Linked DNA regions of Bombyx mori: region 1 is linked to region 2. The links are chromatin contacts, called in public Hi-C maps. All regions are on one chromosome and are shown on one strand. The core of a region is the stretch at or near the end of the contact, and the rest is flanking DNA. Distances in the headings are between cores, read along the strand shown.

Region 1 (7,438 bases), core at 4,592-7,091, 43 kb before region 2:
CCAAACGGTCTACAGGATCGGGTATGTAGTTTCCGGCGGCCACGACAAGAGGGTTCTCATGTCGTGCCGCCTTCTCAAAGTGGCGCAGCGATGCCGACTGTAGATACTTACTGACGGGGTCGAGCTCCAGGTCATCGTGGAGGTCCACGTTCCTCTGGAACCATGGTGCTCCGACGGCTATCCTGCAGAATCGGGATTGTGTTATCCGTCAAGAACTGCATATCGTTCAAGAACCGCAATTCGTAATCGTGTTCGTATATTTTTTTTTATATGATAGAATGTGCATTTTAATTATCACGTTTAAAATAATTATTAAACGAAAGACGTGTTTTTTAATTTTAATTTTAGTGTAGTGTGAATTCGATATGATAATAAATTGTATCTCAAAAATTATCTACTAATAGCTAACAAAATGAAATCTGATAACACGATGATTGATTTTGTTTTGCGAACAGTACTTAAGGTGGAAATTAATAAAAACTTCCAGTAGGAAAAGCAAACTCATTATTAAAAGGGCTAGGTCTGTTCCCTTTGTGATATCTACGAGCTCAGAGAGCGTACTTAGACCACGTGAGCCGTGAAAGTTAGTGCCACAATTTTCATAATAACTTTTTTTAACTGAAAAAAAAAAAACAGTTACACTTCTTTCCATTTTAAGATCATAGGGCATATTGCGAGCCCGCTCAGATACTACCCTCCGTTATACCATGAAGAACTTATGTGTTCTAATTCATAGAGGACAAAAATTGTACCATTTCAATTGAGATTTCAAATACTTATACTTAGTCTGGCCAAAATACTGTTACAATTAAAAATAAACAAAATATTATATTTGAATTTGGAATCTGTCATTTTTATATGATTGCTCATTGATTTTCTCATTTTGGCGCCAATACATTGTACAAAATATTTTGCGATATTAAAATGGAGTGGGGTGATAAAGAGAACCGAATCGCTGTGATTCCATTACACAAAGTAGCTATGGAGCCAAATGCAATTTTTAAAACTCTCCATACGCTTGGTATTAGTAAAATGTTTGTGTACCGGGCTATTAATAGGTGCAATGAGACCTCCTCTCTTTATGACATAAAAAGATCTGGCTGTCCACGTAGTGTTCGTACGAAAAAGGTGGTCAAAGCAGTAAGGGAAAGAATTCGAAGAAATCCTGTCCGAAAGCAAAAGATTTTATTTCGGGAGATGAAGATAGCACCTAGAACCATGTCGCGTATTTTAAAAGATGACTTAGGACTTGCAGCCTATAAGAGACGTACTGGTCATTTCTTAACTGATAATTTTAAAGAGAGTAGGGTGGTAAAATCGAAACAACTACTGAAGCGGTACGCAAAGGGAGGTCATAGAAAAATTTTGTTTACGGATGAGAAATTTTTTACAATTGAGCAACATTTTAACAAACAAAATGACCGTATTTATGCTCAAAGCTCTAAGGAAACTTCCCAATTAGTCGACAGAGTGCAACGTGGGCACTATCCGACTTCAGTGATGGTTTGGTGGGGTATTAGCTATGAAGGAGTGACTGAGCCATACTTTTGTGAAAAAGGTATCAAAACTATACTGAGATTTTAGAACTTATATCTCAGGGTGGGTGGCGCATTTACGTTGTAGATGTCTATGGGCTCCAGTAACCACTTAACACCAGGTGGGCTGTGAGCTCGTCCATCGATCTAAGCAATAAAAAAAAACATCGGCACAAGTGTATCAAGATACCATTCTTGAGAAGGTAGTGAAGCCTCTTAACAACACCATGTTCAATAATCAAGAATGGTCCTTCCAGCAAGACTCGGCGCCAGGTCATAAAGCTTGGTCTACACAGTCTTGCTTGGAAACGAACGTTTCGAACTGCATCAGAGCTGAAGACTGGCCGTCGTCTAGTCCCGATCTTAATCCGCTGGATTATGATTTATGGTCAGTTTTAGAGAGTACGGCTTGCTCTAAACGCCATGATAATTTGGAGTCCCCGAAACAATCCGTACGATTGGCAGTGAAAATTTTTCCCATGGAAATAGTGCGTGCTTCTATTGATAACTGGCCTCAACGTTTATAGGACTGTTTCGCAGCCAATGGAGACCACTTCGAATAAACTTTTTATACTTTAAATTGTTTTATATTTATGTATTAAACTAACACACTGTAAAAGTAATAAATGTTATTTACGATTATTATTTTTTTATTTTTAATTGTAACAGTATTTATGGCCAGACTAAGTATATTGGTCAAGTTGGCGGGATTGGATTTACCCTGCCTAATTCTGGATGAAGTGTCTAGATGTATTGTGTGTAAGTGTTGAATCGGTTAAAGTTGTCGTGGACTAAAGGGCAAGACGCCTGGTGCATTCGTATGGAGCGATGCAACAATGCCGGTGTTCGAATCCGCAGGCAAGTACCATTTTTTTCTAATGAAATACGTTCTTAACAATTGTTCACGAATGATCTCGACAATGAAAGAATAACATCATATAATATAAATCAAACCCGCAAAAAATATAATTTGCGTAATTAATGGTAGTAAGACGTGCTGTGAGCTCGCACGAGAAGGTACCAGCACCCTGTATATTTCGGCCGTGAAGGAGTAATACCTTTTAACTTGAAGGTGGGACAGTCGTTCTACTGTAAAACTGAGACTTTGAACCCATGTCTCAAGATAAGTGGCTGCATTTGCGTTATTGATGTCTATGGGCTCCGGTAATCACTTAATACGAAGTGGGCCTTGAGCTCGTCCACCCATCTAAGCAATAAATAATAAAAAACAGCTCCTATTTGAAAACATGCTTTCTTAAAAAGGGCTGAGGAGTAATAGGGACCTACAAAGATCAAAAGATATTCGGTGTTGTCATGATAGTAGTAATACGAAGACCACTTAACTGTATCTAGGTTAATGCCCGTTTACTTCCTCTTGTAATGAAAATAAATAGTTATTTGTGTGTTTGTGTGTTATTTGTTAACGTTAAAAAACTCGCACTAAGCACACTGAATCAGCCTTCTACTATCGACCTCTGTATTACAATTTACGATTGAGAAATGAACGTACTGAATGCATCGCTTCTACCTAATGTCTGTTAGTCGTAACATTTTAATAAACACATAAATGGAGTAAGAGTTTATGGTAAGGTAAGGTAATAAGCATTGAAACCGTGCTGTCACAATTTTTAGGTCTTTTTTGTTCAAATATAATTTCCACAAAATAGAAAAAAAAAAGTGAGCATAAGCATTTAAGAGTTAGCGTTAGGCAGATAATTTCGAAGAGTAGACTGCATGCTCATGGTGTTGATATCTGTGGACGACGGTATCATTTTCAACCAGTGTGCTTAGTGCGAGTTTTTTAACGTTCTCGATAACGTAAAAGTTAGTTCACATTTGTATGGAATGGGATCGTTTGCGTACGTTTGCCGCTAGGGGCGCTGTTCCAACTGCATACAAAATTGGCTTAACTTTTACGTTATCGAGAACGTTAAAAAACTCGCACTAAGCACACTGATGACAAAAGAACATTTTCATTCGTTACTAAAAGTATCATACCCCTGAAATGAAGCGAAAACTAAGAAGCATAAAAGAAATAATTATAAAGCTGTCAGGCGTTACACACTTAATATGCATTTTAATATTTTTTATAATTTTCGCTATTTTTTTATGGTCCATCTAAGAATACGAGCATAGGATCCACTTGATGATGAGTAGCTACGTCATAGACGTCAGCAATGCAGAACCAAGCCGCTGCTAACCGTAATTAAAATTTAGTACTTTTATGATGTATTTCCTAAATTTCGATTGCATTTTTCGCCCCGTCCCGAACTAAGATATTCGTGTTCGTAATATTATGCGCAGCTCTCAAATGTCGACATAATGTATTGCATATAATAAAATATAAATAAACACAAGCAGCATTAATATGTAAAAGTAGTCTTCATTTTTTTTATGCGTTTTTATTAACAATGAAGTGTAGTCCACTTAATGGTGGAGATGGTTGGAAAGGAAGGATTAGTGGTGGCACGAAGGCTTTTCTAGTTTATCCTGGACAAGTGAGTGAGCACGGGCTCAGACAGGAAGAGCGGAATTTGCTCACAGTTAGCCGAACGTCTCCGAAGGTGACCTAACACCTCAAGAGAAGAGAAATGCCTCGAGAATCTCAGCGAACTGGTATTATGGGTTATTTTTCACATCTAACTCTTCGACGGGCTTGAGGAGTATGGTCTCTATGCCTGCTCCTAATGTTGGAGCTGCAGGCATCTAGCAAATGTCTTAGTAGATCGGGTGAGTCTAGGTTGTGTCTAGGGCGTCGACGATAATTGGCTCCTACTCCTGAGTGAACCGGTTTCTGGGAGTATCCAGCGAGGACGACTATGAGGCAGTTATTGTTATGCATCGCTTTATCGGAGTACCGTTCTGATGCTGACTTCAAGTTTCCGATGGATTCGAGGTGTAAAACGTCGTGAAGATACAACGTACCTCACAAACCATGGCGCTCCGACGGTATATCCTGCAAAAACGTAATTGAAGGAAGCTAAACGGCTATCGGGGCCGAGAGACGAGAGGCGTTTGCCGCTAGAAGCGCTGTTCTAACTGCATACAAATTTGAGTTAACTTTTACGCGATCGAGAAGGTTAAAAAACGCGCACTAAGCACACAGAACTTACCGAACAGACAGTACGCGAAAGCATTTAAATATTTTTACAAACATTATGTATAGGTAGGTTATTATATCAGAAGATAGAAGAAAACTAAAATTATAAGATTTTTATTACAACTTAATAATATTGATTTTTAAATTCAGAAGAGTCACTATTTAATTTAATATTAATCAACGCTAATTGAAAAGATGGCTGAAGATGAATAAAAACCTTTTTTTCTTTATTGTTGAAAAAAAATGGCGCGCGGTCCACGTTTAATATTTGAAATCCTTAATTTTCTTTCCGAATTTTATCCTTTTAAATCATAATACCCATTGAAATTAATTTAAATGGTACATTAGTTAATAAGATCTCTGTCTAAAAATAATTTAACAAAGTCATCGTCAGAATGTTCAACTATGTACAAGCCACATAGTGACAGAATGCTTTAAATTCTTTCTCCTAATATAACCTCCCTAATCTACAACAAACAGTCCTTTTCAAACATGGGGAAAACAACCTGTTGCAACACTTGCAGCGTAATCCCTACCGTAAACAACTTTTTAAGTCTTATTCAAATTAAAAAAACAGCTGCAGCAAATGTACAGTGGTAAAAAATTTGAACTAAGTAAAAATGCTTTTTGATAAATTTATCAATAATCGAAAGTGATCACAGAACAATATTATTATGGTTTCGAAAACAGGTTTTTAAATATGGTAAAGGTAATATGCGTGCGTTGAGGGGCGCGGGGGGAGCCCGTGCCAGGTAATAGGAGGTACGGCACATTGCGACGAATTGGCTGCGGAGTGGACATTAATACAATTTTATTTTACTACACGACAGATTACGAAACAAATTCTAACTATTTTTTTATTTTATTTAAGATATATAAAGTATGTGTAACTGTTTGTTTGTTTGTAAATGGAATAAAAACTGGACGGTATAGAAAAGTAGCATTTCATAAATAAAGTTAATCATTATTTAAAGAACAATATATATCCACAGCCTGTTTTCACCATCCTATTTATTTTTGCCACTAAAGAAATATAAGTTTCTTCTTAGAAGATAGAGTAGCTATTATTCCACTGTTTAATGCTAATGGGATTTCAGTCAAATGCTTCAAGGTATGCAGTACTGAATAGTCTCTTGGATTTACAGTTACCGTTTTGATCGTTATGTTAGCTCCAGCTACGTCGGTAAAAATTAAGTATATCCAATAAAAATTAGAATAATTTAATTTAAGGAAAGCCGTTTAACTTTAATAATAACATTAATATTAATAGATTCGTCTCCCTATTAACTGCCTAAACAACTGCTTTAAATAACTTTCATGCAAATGATTATCTCAAGATAATTTCATGATTAAGTTACGATATTAAAATATTTTAGTGTGAAAGTGGAGTGTTAGGCGTTGTTCGAGGTAGCGGTCGTCCCTCCACGTCACAGTGTATCTCTCTCACACCGCATCTCGTTGTCTCTCTCCCGCGTCGCATTCAGTCTCCGCGGAACACTGTCCTTAAGCACAAGTGTACCGATTCGCTGTGCCATACTTCGTAAATAGAACCTGTTTGGTGAAATCTGAAACGAAATTCAATACATGTTAATATATTAAAAAACAATTACATATGTAATTTGTGTGCTGTGTGATTTGTTAAGTGTTTCTTCTGTATTGTGTGTTTGCAGTCCTTGAGTTGGAGGCTTTATAGGTGACAGTCGTACAGTCTCTTCTTTTTCTACGATTGTTTGTGGTCAAGGTATGTAACTTTTATAAGCGCATAAAAAAGAAACATCAAAAACGCGTTAGCTCGAGCTCTACGTAGAGTTCATTTCAGTGTTTATTTGTTAGATCTTGTCTATCCGAACAGAATTTAATCTCTAAGAAAATAATCTTATAAGCTATAATCGCTCTATTGTAGTGCAACTCTGTGACTCTACCAAGAGTTGTTATTGATTGTGGACTACAAGTTTTACTGTCTTTTATGTTACAAGAACAAAGCGTCAACGTCTCTTTCATTATAGTTTTACGATTTTAACCAATTGTTGTTTCGTGTTCTTAGAAGTAAGTGTTTGTTGACCTACCTACCTACGGACCTACCTACACACGCGCATTCGACTAATAAACTTTTGTGATAATCTTTAAAAAAATCCACATTAATGATGAATGAATTTCTTGACAATTGTTTAACCGTTGTTTCGATTCGTCCGTTTTAATTTAACCATTAAAAAATGTCTATCAATTTTGGTACTGTTGTGTAAAACTTAAAATTAAATTCAGAAACAGAATTTTGAACTATTCGTGTAAAACAAAAAGGTGCCGTCAGTGCAATCGTGGTGTACGTGTTATAAAACGTGTTTAGAAACGGCGCCAAACGAAGCGCTTAGAAAAATGTTAATGCATTGCAATCGATTTATCTGCAACATAGCATTATTTAGCTTTGCCACCTTTGCATGTTCGTTCCCTTTATTTTCTTATTCTGTGTTCTATTTTATGCATTTATTTTCATAATATTTGATTAATTTCATATAGATGAAGACGAGTTGCACCTAGTGTTAATTCGTTAACGGAACTCAGAAGAATCACAAAGACATAAGATTGAAGTTTCGGATGTGTGAGGTTTGTTCACACTACTGAAATGCAGGATTGTGTTGCGACAGATGTAAGCGGGAAAATTGAACATATCAGAAAAAAAAAATGTATATTCCTTCGCATATCACACAAACATATGTAGTAATGTAATATATGTAATAGAAATTCCGAAGGAAATGGAAGCTGGTGGTACAATGAGCGAAGGGCCTTCAGGAACACGACCTTCAGC
Region 2 (7,301 bases), core at 3,546-6,045:
TTTAGGCCCCGCATAAGCCGATACAACATGTACATAATATAGACTTAAATTATCAATTCTGACTGACTCGGTGGTGAAGTAGTTAGCGACCTTGACTGTTGCGTCGAGGGTCGTGGGTTCGATTCCCACGTCGGGTAACCATTTATGTTACAGAACACGTTTGTTTGTTCTTTTTCTGGGTGTTTATTATCTATATATTTAAACGTTTATAAGTATATATGTCAGTCTCTCTTTTACTGGTGGTAGGACCTCTTGTGAGTCCGCACGGGTAGGTACCACCAACCTGCCTATTTTTGCCGTGAAGTAGTAATGCGTTTCGGTTTGAAGGGTGGGGCAGCCGTTGTAACTATACTGAGACCTTAGAACTTATATCTCAAGGTGGGTGGCGCATTTACGTTGTAGATGTCTATGGGTTCCAGTAACCACTTAACACCAGGTGTGCTGTGAACTCGTCCACCCATCTAAGCAATAAAAAAAGAACATAATACGGGGAATCTTAATTCGACGTCGGATGACCGTGCCTGATCTGCAATAGATGGGTGAACTTTCCAACGGCCCAACAAATATGTAGTTACGGAATCTAATAGACATACTGCCACTTTGCCTTGAGACATGAGGTCGAACTATTAACCTTAACGCTTGATTGCTTTACGTCAGAAACAGGCAGGATGCCAAACAATACCATAAAACTGTACGTATTTCTGCTTCCTTTTAGTTGTTCTTTAGAATGGACTAACCAACAAACATCGCTTACAAAGCTACTTAAGTGTCTCTTTACAAAAATGTCTTACAGTAATTTTAATCAACATTCTCGATAAAAAAGTAAGATAGTGTTATCGGCCATTAGCTACCTGACTCTCGGTAAATATTGTAATAAGTTTAACAAATGCAGACAAGTCATGTAAAAACGCTTCCTACAACACATTTATCTGTCGACGAAACATAAAAATATTTTTTAACTTCAAACTCAGGTATGAGTGACGTAATCACACAAAATACATAAAAACGTTTTAAGTGTTAAGGTGTTTGTTTATTTTATTTTTTTAATGGACCATTAAATAGTGATGAAGAAATAAATTCGTGTAGTAAAAGTGAAACCCCTAAAATTTCTTCGTGTTATTTTTTCATTGCGTAGCCGGGTCAACGGCCTCATGTTAAGGTGTTATCGGGCCCACAGACATCAGAGCGTGCACGAGAATTGTATTGTGTAACAACTTTCGCATCTTTGACACGTGAGTGCTTCGCGACAGCGGCCATACATTACGAAGTGACATTAGTAAAAATACGGTGAAGGAATAACATCGTGTAATAAAAATGAAACCCGCAAAATTATAATTTGCGTAATTACTGGTGGTAGGACCTCTTGTGAGTCCGCACGGGTAGGTACCACCGCTCCGCCTATTTCTGCCGTGAAGCAGTAATGCGTTTCGGTTTGAAGGGTGGGGCAGCCGTTGTGACTATACTGAGACCTTAGGACTATATCTCAAGGTGTGTGGCGCATTTACGTTGTAGATGTCTATGGGCTCCAGTAACCACTTAACATCAGGTGGGCTGTGAGCTCGTCCACACATCTAAGCAATAAAAAAAAAAAAAAAAAAAAAAAATATCAATTGGCAGTTGTTAACCCGTTGAGTTTCTCGCTGGGTCTCCTCAGTGGGTCGCGATTCCGATAGTAGTCGTAGTAGTCGGTAGTAGATACATTCGTGAAGCAGCTGCCCTTGAGTCGATAAGTTTTCTTCGGGGACGCCCGAACAGCTGTTAACAAAACCCACCCTTCCTGACTGAGCCCGTGATACCTGTCCTGGTGACACTGAAAAGGCCTTCGGATAATCCTTCATTCCTTAAAAAAACCTTATGTGCCTTGGATCCCTTAGTTGCCTTTTACAACGCTCACACAGTGGTGCTATTGAAGGCACCACACAGTCGTCACTGATGGTATGAGAGTGTTGTGAGCTCGCACGGATAGCTAGCGACATCCTGTCTTATTTGTACCACTGTTGAATGAAACAGTCATTACAAAATACAACCGAACGTCTCAAGATGTGTGGCGGTATTCCGCAATATGGTGCCCAATGGTTCCGTTAACTATTTAACACCAGCTGATAAGTGAACCCGTCAGTTTAAAGCAACTATACAAACAGGATCTAGTCAGGATCTAATCAGGATCTAATCACATAATATTCCTATGACGGTGAATAAAGCCAAGCATCTGCTCGACCACGAAAACATAAAGTATTCGAAACATCGGTATTAATATAATAACAATAATTAAGCGCGTGATTATACCGTAAAAGTAATTTTAACCCTTTGACTGCTATGTAGTTCACGGGTGCCCTACGTGGGGCAGTGAAGTAATTATGTCCATTTCTGTTACTAAGGCGCATGGATTGCCTAACTATGCCATAATTTTGTTCGTTAATGTATGTTTTAGTCGTTTAGGTCTCTTAGAAATAGATTCATTCTCATTATCTTCGGATTCGTCTTTCTCAGAATCTATTAGATATGCCGGCGCCTTAGTAACAGAAATTAACATAATTACTTCAGACGTAGGGCATCGGTGACCTATATGGCGGTTAAAGGGTTAATTATGCGAAAACCAAAAACATTACTTACTCACATGATGTTATCAAGACAGATCCTCTGGACTTATCGACGACCATAAACTACGTGACGTAGGTATTTAGTGCATCATTTCAACAAAATGCTTCACATAATAGTGAATATACGTCAAACAAAAAGGATTATTTTAGTATTTGTTTAGCTTGTCCTAGAGATTAATTCGTTGCGTCTCTGTTTCCAGAGGTCAAGGTGCCGGCGATGATGGCGCCCAGCGTGTTCCAGCGAACCAAATCACCTCGGTCTTCACCGGGAAACTTGCCTAGGAAACTACAGGTAAATCGGATATTATAAATAACCATAATATACTAGATCTTAAAACACTAGAAGCATAAGTTTTGAACTTCTCAAATTAATATGTAAATAAGAAATAAATATGTTTTGATGGTCTTCTTATAAGAAGCATATAAAGCTCCGATAATTGAACTGCTTATGTAACTTATTATCCGTACATATAAATGTACCGATTCGGCCATTCTCCATCTTTTAATATAGAATTCTTCCTTCATTCAGTCTTACTCATCATAATATCTGAAAATCCATTCATGAGTTTCGTCCTCACGATAATCCAAAGAATATTCGAAAAAAAAACCGAACATCTTAAATTTTGACAGGATATCGTTTGTCGGATCAGCTATACAAGAATATTAGGCTAAAAACAAAATAATAATAAAAGTATAAATATGAAATTTTGCAAAAAAATACTTCCGAACATTTTCTTCTGCTATCGAGAAATTATCTGATATTACATCAATACCTGAACAATCTAAGAGGCACGATAACACGTTGAAACGGGGTCACAATCGCAATTCCATTGTAATCACTATGCAACTCAGCGATATCAAAATTATTACCACGCGGCAGAAACACATCGGCTGTAACTAAATGCCCTGCGCTCTCACTACGCATAAGTCTCGCGATTCTCATACTTGCGATTTTAATCAGACTTAAAAATGACAATATAACAATTTAAAATGTAGAAAACCACTGAAATTCCACTAATTTATCGTGAAAAATAAAAGTTATAGTAACGTTAAGAATATTTGTGTAAACAATACACAACGTTATCGCTTAGAACGAGCTCTTCCAGGCATTAAATATAGGAAACAAAGTAGCTAGTCTGTTCTTTCCTGTACTTGAAGGAATTGCATGTTTCGAGTATTTTTTTGTCACGAATCAATAAAACATTCAACTATCAACAATAGTATATTTGAGGCCGTCAGCGCAAAGTGGCCAAACCCACAATTCACATTCGTGCTTATGTATTGCAATTTATTTAAAACATAATAAATTTTGATGAAAAATCGGTCTATTCCTGGTTTCAATCCATAGATAACAGATGACTTGTAAACATCATTTTTGCGCGTATTTTTTTGCCTACGAAGTATTGTAAACTCATTATCTCATGCTAACTATGGTAAGTTTAGGCCTCTTTTGCGCTGACGGCCTCATTTCATGTTTGATTTTCTAATTTGATATTGAAGCGTCGTTTTTTTTCTTCCAGAACGGTACCGAGCCACCGGGACAATTGGACCCAACGGCCGACTCTAGCCCGGGAAATTCAATATCAGATGCTGAAAACTTTGAGTGCTACGGTGAAGCAGACGGAGACGTGCCTGTCACGTAAGCAAACCAAATTGTACTTTAAAATTGGCGTATAAGGTTTCACTTTCAATAAACGAGTGACGAACGAACGAAACAAATTTCGATTTGCACGAACCGTTGTAGATATAATTAAAATTTATCGCCATATTCAAATATCGACGATTAGGTAGCATCTTAGTTCGTGACCACTATCTCCCACTGAGTTTCTCGCCGGATCTTCTCAGTGGGTCGCGTTTCTGATCCGGCGGTAGATTCTGCGAAGCACTACTCTTTCTAGGGTCAGTGTTAGCAACACTGCGGTTTGAGCCCCGTGAGCTCACCTACACACGTTAGGGTGAAGCTGAAATAGCCTCTCAAGGCTATCAGCATAGGTAGGAACAAAAAAAAACCACTATTTATGTAAAATATTCGAATTTTTACCACTTCTGAAACTATGTAATGTAGTTGTTTGTATTTTCGAAATTAAAGGAAGCAAACTGAATAATTTATTCTCATATTTTAGATGAATTTGTCATTTTTATAAAGGCAAATGCACATCAAAGCTTTACTGTAGCCACCTAGTGTTTGATTTATAATTCGGTTGAAGAAATTGCAACCAGGAGACGATAGATGGCGCTGAAATAAAAATATAGGCACAAATATGATTCAAAGAATTCTCGTTAAATACCGGATTCTAAACTGAAAATTCCAATAAAAGCATATTAAATTTCATTACGGAAATTCTGAATAGCCTTGAAACGCTATAAATTTACATAATATCAACATAATAGAGTAAACATTATTTACATCGTTCGTAAATACCAACAATAATTTTAAATTTAAACCAGAACATCAATCAACTGAAAGTAGTTAAAAAAAATTAATTACACCATAAAATGCCTTTTTTTAATTAAAAGTACACACATACATACATTTAATGGCCCACCGAATCGTAAAAGACTTCCTAAGCTAATTCTGTTTTATGTTGGTACCCCATTACAATAATGTTCGACAGATACTATTAGAAGAATATCATGGATGGGGAGATCTTCGATATTTTTATTATTCTTAATTAGCGTTAGGATATATTGTGAGCCGTACGAATTGATATCACCGCTCTGCCTATTTCAACGGCGATGGATTCGCAAGTTCCGATCTAAAAGAACACCTGTGTGCTTAGTGCGAGTTTTTTAACGTTCTCGATAACGTAAAAGTTAGCTCTTATTTGTATGGAATGGGATCGTTTGCGTATGTTTGCCGCTGGGGCACTGTTCCAATTGCATACAAAATTAGCTTAACTTTTACGCTATCGAGTACGTTAAGAAACTCGCACTAAGCACACTGTTCAACAATAAAGTAGTGAGTTCTCTTGTAATTGGTGAAATAAATGGGCCCTAAAACTGTTTGATCATCAAATAAATCTATCTTTGTATCCCTTTGTTACATGTATTTAAATTTAATGAAATATTTATTTAAATTCTTGCAGCCCAATGATATTCTCGCCGAATCTTCTCAGTGTGTCGCTAGTCCAATCCCATGGTTAGATTATACGAAGCATTGCTCTTGTTATGGCTAATGTTAGCAAATTCTCTCAGGTTGAGCTCTTTAGCTCACATACCCGTCCGGACGTAGCTGAAATAGCACCCCTTGGCTACCACTGCTATCAGGGAATAGGTAGGAGGAAAAAATGAATTGAATTCATGTAACATGTAACATTTTTCTCGGGAACACATTCGTCTGGTCTCTCTTATATTATTTATTACCTTACAGTTCTGAAATATTACAGACAGGTAAATTTATATCTAACTATCACGACAATGCGTATAATCCTCGACAAATAATATTAAACTGAAGCGCTAATGTGATTTGCAACACGTGAAATTAGCACATGCAAATACTCGTGACCGCGCGATTTTGTCAATAAAATAAGTCGAATAATCGAAAAGGTTTCCTCGGATTATTGTTTAAGAAGCCAGTTACTTATTAAATAAGGAAGAACAGTTTTTTTTTTTACATAAATGCTGCTCAAGAATTTCAGAAAAGTAGACGTTTGCAAGTTACAATTGATGTCATTCAAATAACATGGATTAAACTAAATCGAGGGGGAAAGGCTTCTTTCAAGCGACATTTCGCTTAATACACAACATTTATCTTGTGAGTCCGCACGGGTAGGTACCACCGCCCTGCCTATTTCTGCCGTGAAGCAGTAATGCGTTTCCGTTTGAAGAATGAGACAGCCGTTATAACTATACTGAGACCTTAGAACTTATATCTCAAGGTGGGTGGCGGAATTTGTATTTGTAGATATCTATGGGCTCCAGTAACCACTTAACACAAGATGGGCTGTGAGCGTCCACCCATTTAAGCAATAACAAAAAACTTCTACACGTCGGATCGACTTAAACAATTCGCACGCGCTACAAGAACCGATAACAATACAATAATTTACTACTACTACATTAATTATCATTACGTTAAAAATAATATTTTAATATATTCAGGTTCAATTTATTATTAAGGCGCTTTTTTTTGTTTCCAAACCATACTTATCCATTCACAGGTTAGAGAATGGAACGAGGAGTCCTGGTAATCCTCTTAACAGACATTCGTGGACAAGAACCAGCCTTAGGAGAACTCCACCAAGGTAAATTAATTATTACTTGATTCACTTTAATTCGTATTTGTATTTTCATTACAATCTTAAATCAGAGTCTAGTATAATCAGAGTGAAAATTAAGACTGCTCTAATCTTAGTAAAGTAGATGCTTAACAGTTTTTTTTTAGCAGAACAGGTTTTTTTTGTCACTTGCGTGTTTTAAGCAAAATCAAAGTTATTTTACACATTAAATACACTGGTACTATTCTTTTCTGTTCTGTGCTTATTTTTCTTTTATATGTTGTGTTTGCTTTATTTGTTTGTGTTATTTCTTCCGTAGCCACCAAGAGAATCTTCCGCATCGTAGATGGGGTTCGATGAGACAGTAAGTTCTAATTTTTTTTCTCTCTAAAACAACTAAACAAAGCCAGTCGATCTATCATCTAAGTCTGTCTTCGTCATCTAATATCTTTCATGTTACTTCGAAATAAAACAAATTGAATTT

The links. A called contact is a pair of places that touch in the nucleus more often than the background predicts.
Region 1: a Hi-C map of midgut shows a contact between it and region 2, with 2.1 times the contacts expected there. The contact joins the promoter of LOC101737965 here to the enhancer-like site in region 2. A contact is called at or near these places in 5 of 7 Hi-C or Micro-C datasets (middle silk gland, midgut, posterior silk gland and 1 more).

What each region holds. Positions count from the first base shown.
Region 1 is chr11:10,332,523-10,339,960 of ASM3026992v2, reverse strand. It overlaps LOC101737965 (rab11 family-interacting protein 4), which reads left to right and starts at 5,841. Exons shown (of 13, transcript XM_012695034.4): 1 at 5,841-6,376.
Region 2 is chr11:10,288,200-10,295,500 of ASM3026992v2, reverse strand. It overlaps LOC101737965 (rab11 family-interacting protein 4), which reads left to right. Exons shown (of 13, transcript XM_012695034.4): 2 at 2,801-2,892; 3 at 4,121-4,239; 4 at 6,761-6,844; 5 at 7,137-7,181. The coding sequence starts at 2,818. Among protein-coding and RNA genes, the nearest start is that of LOC101737965, 42 kb to the left of the region's middle. Within about 2 kb of position 4,795, at least 2 of the 8 cell types and tissues checked have open chromatin away from gene starts, as enhancers often do.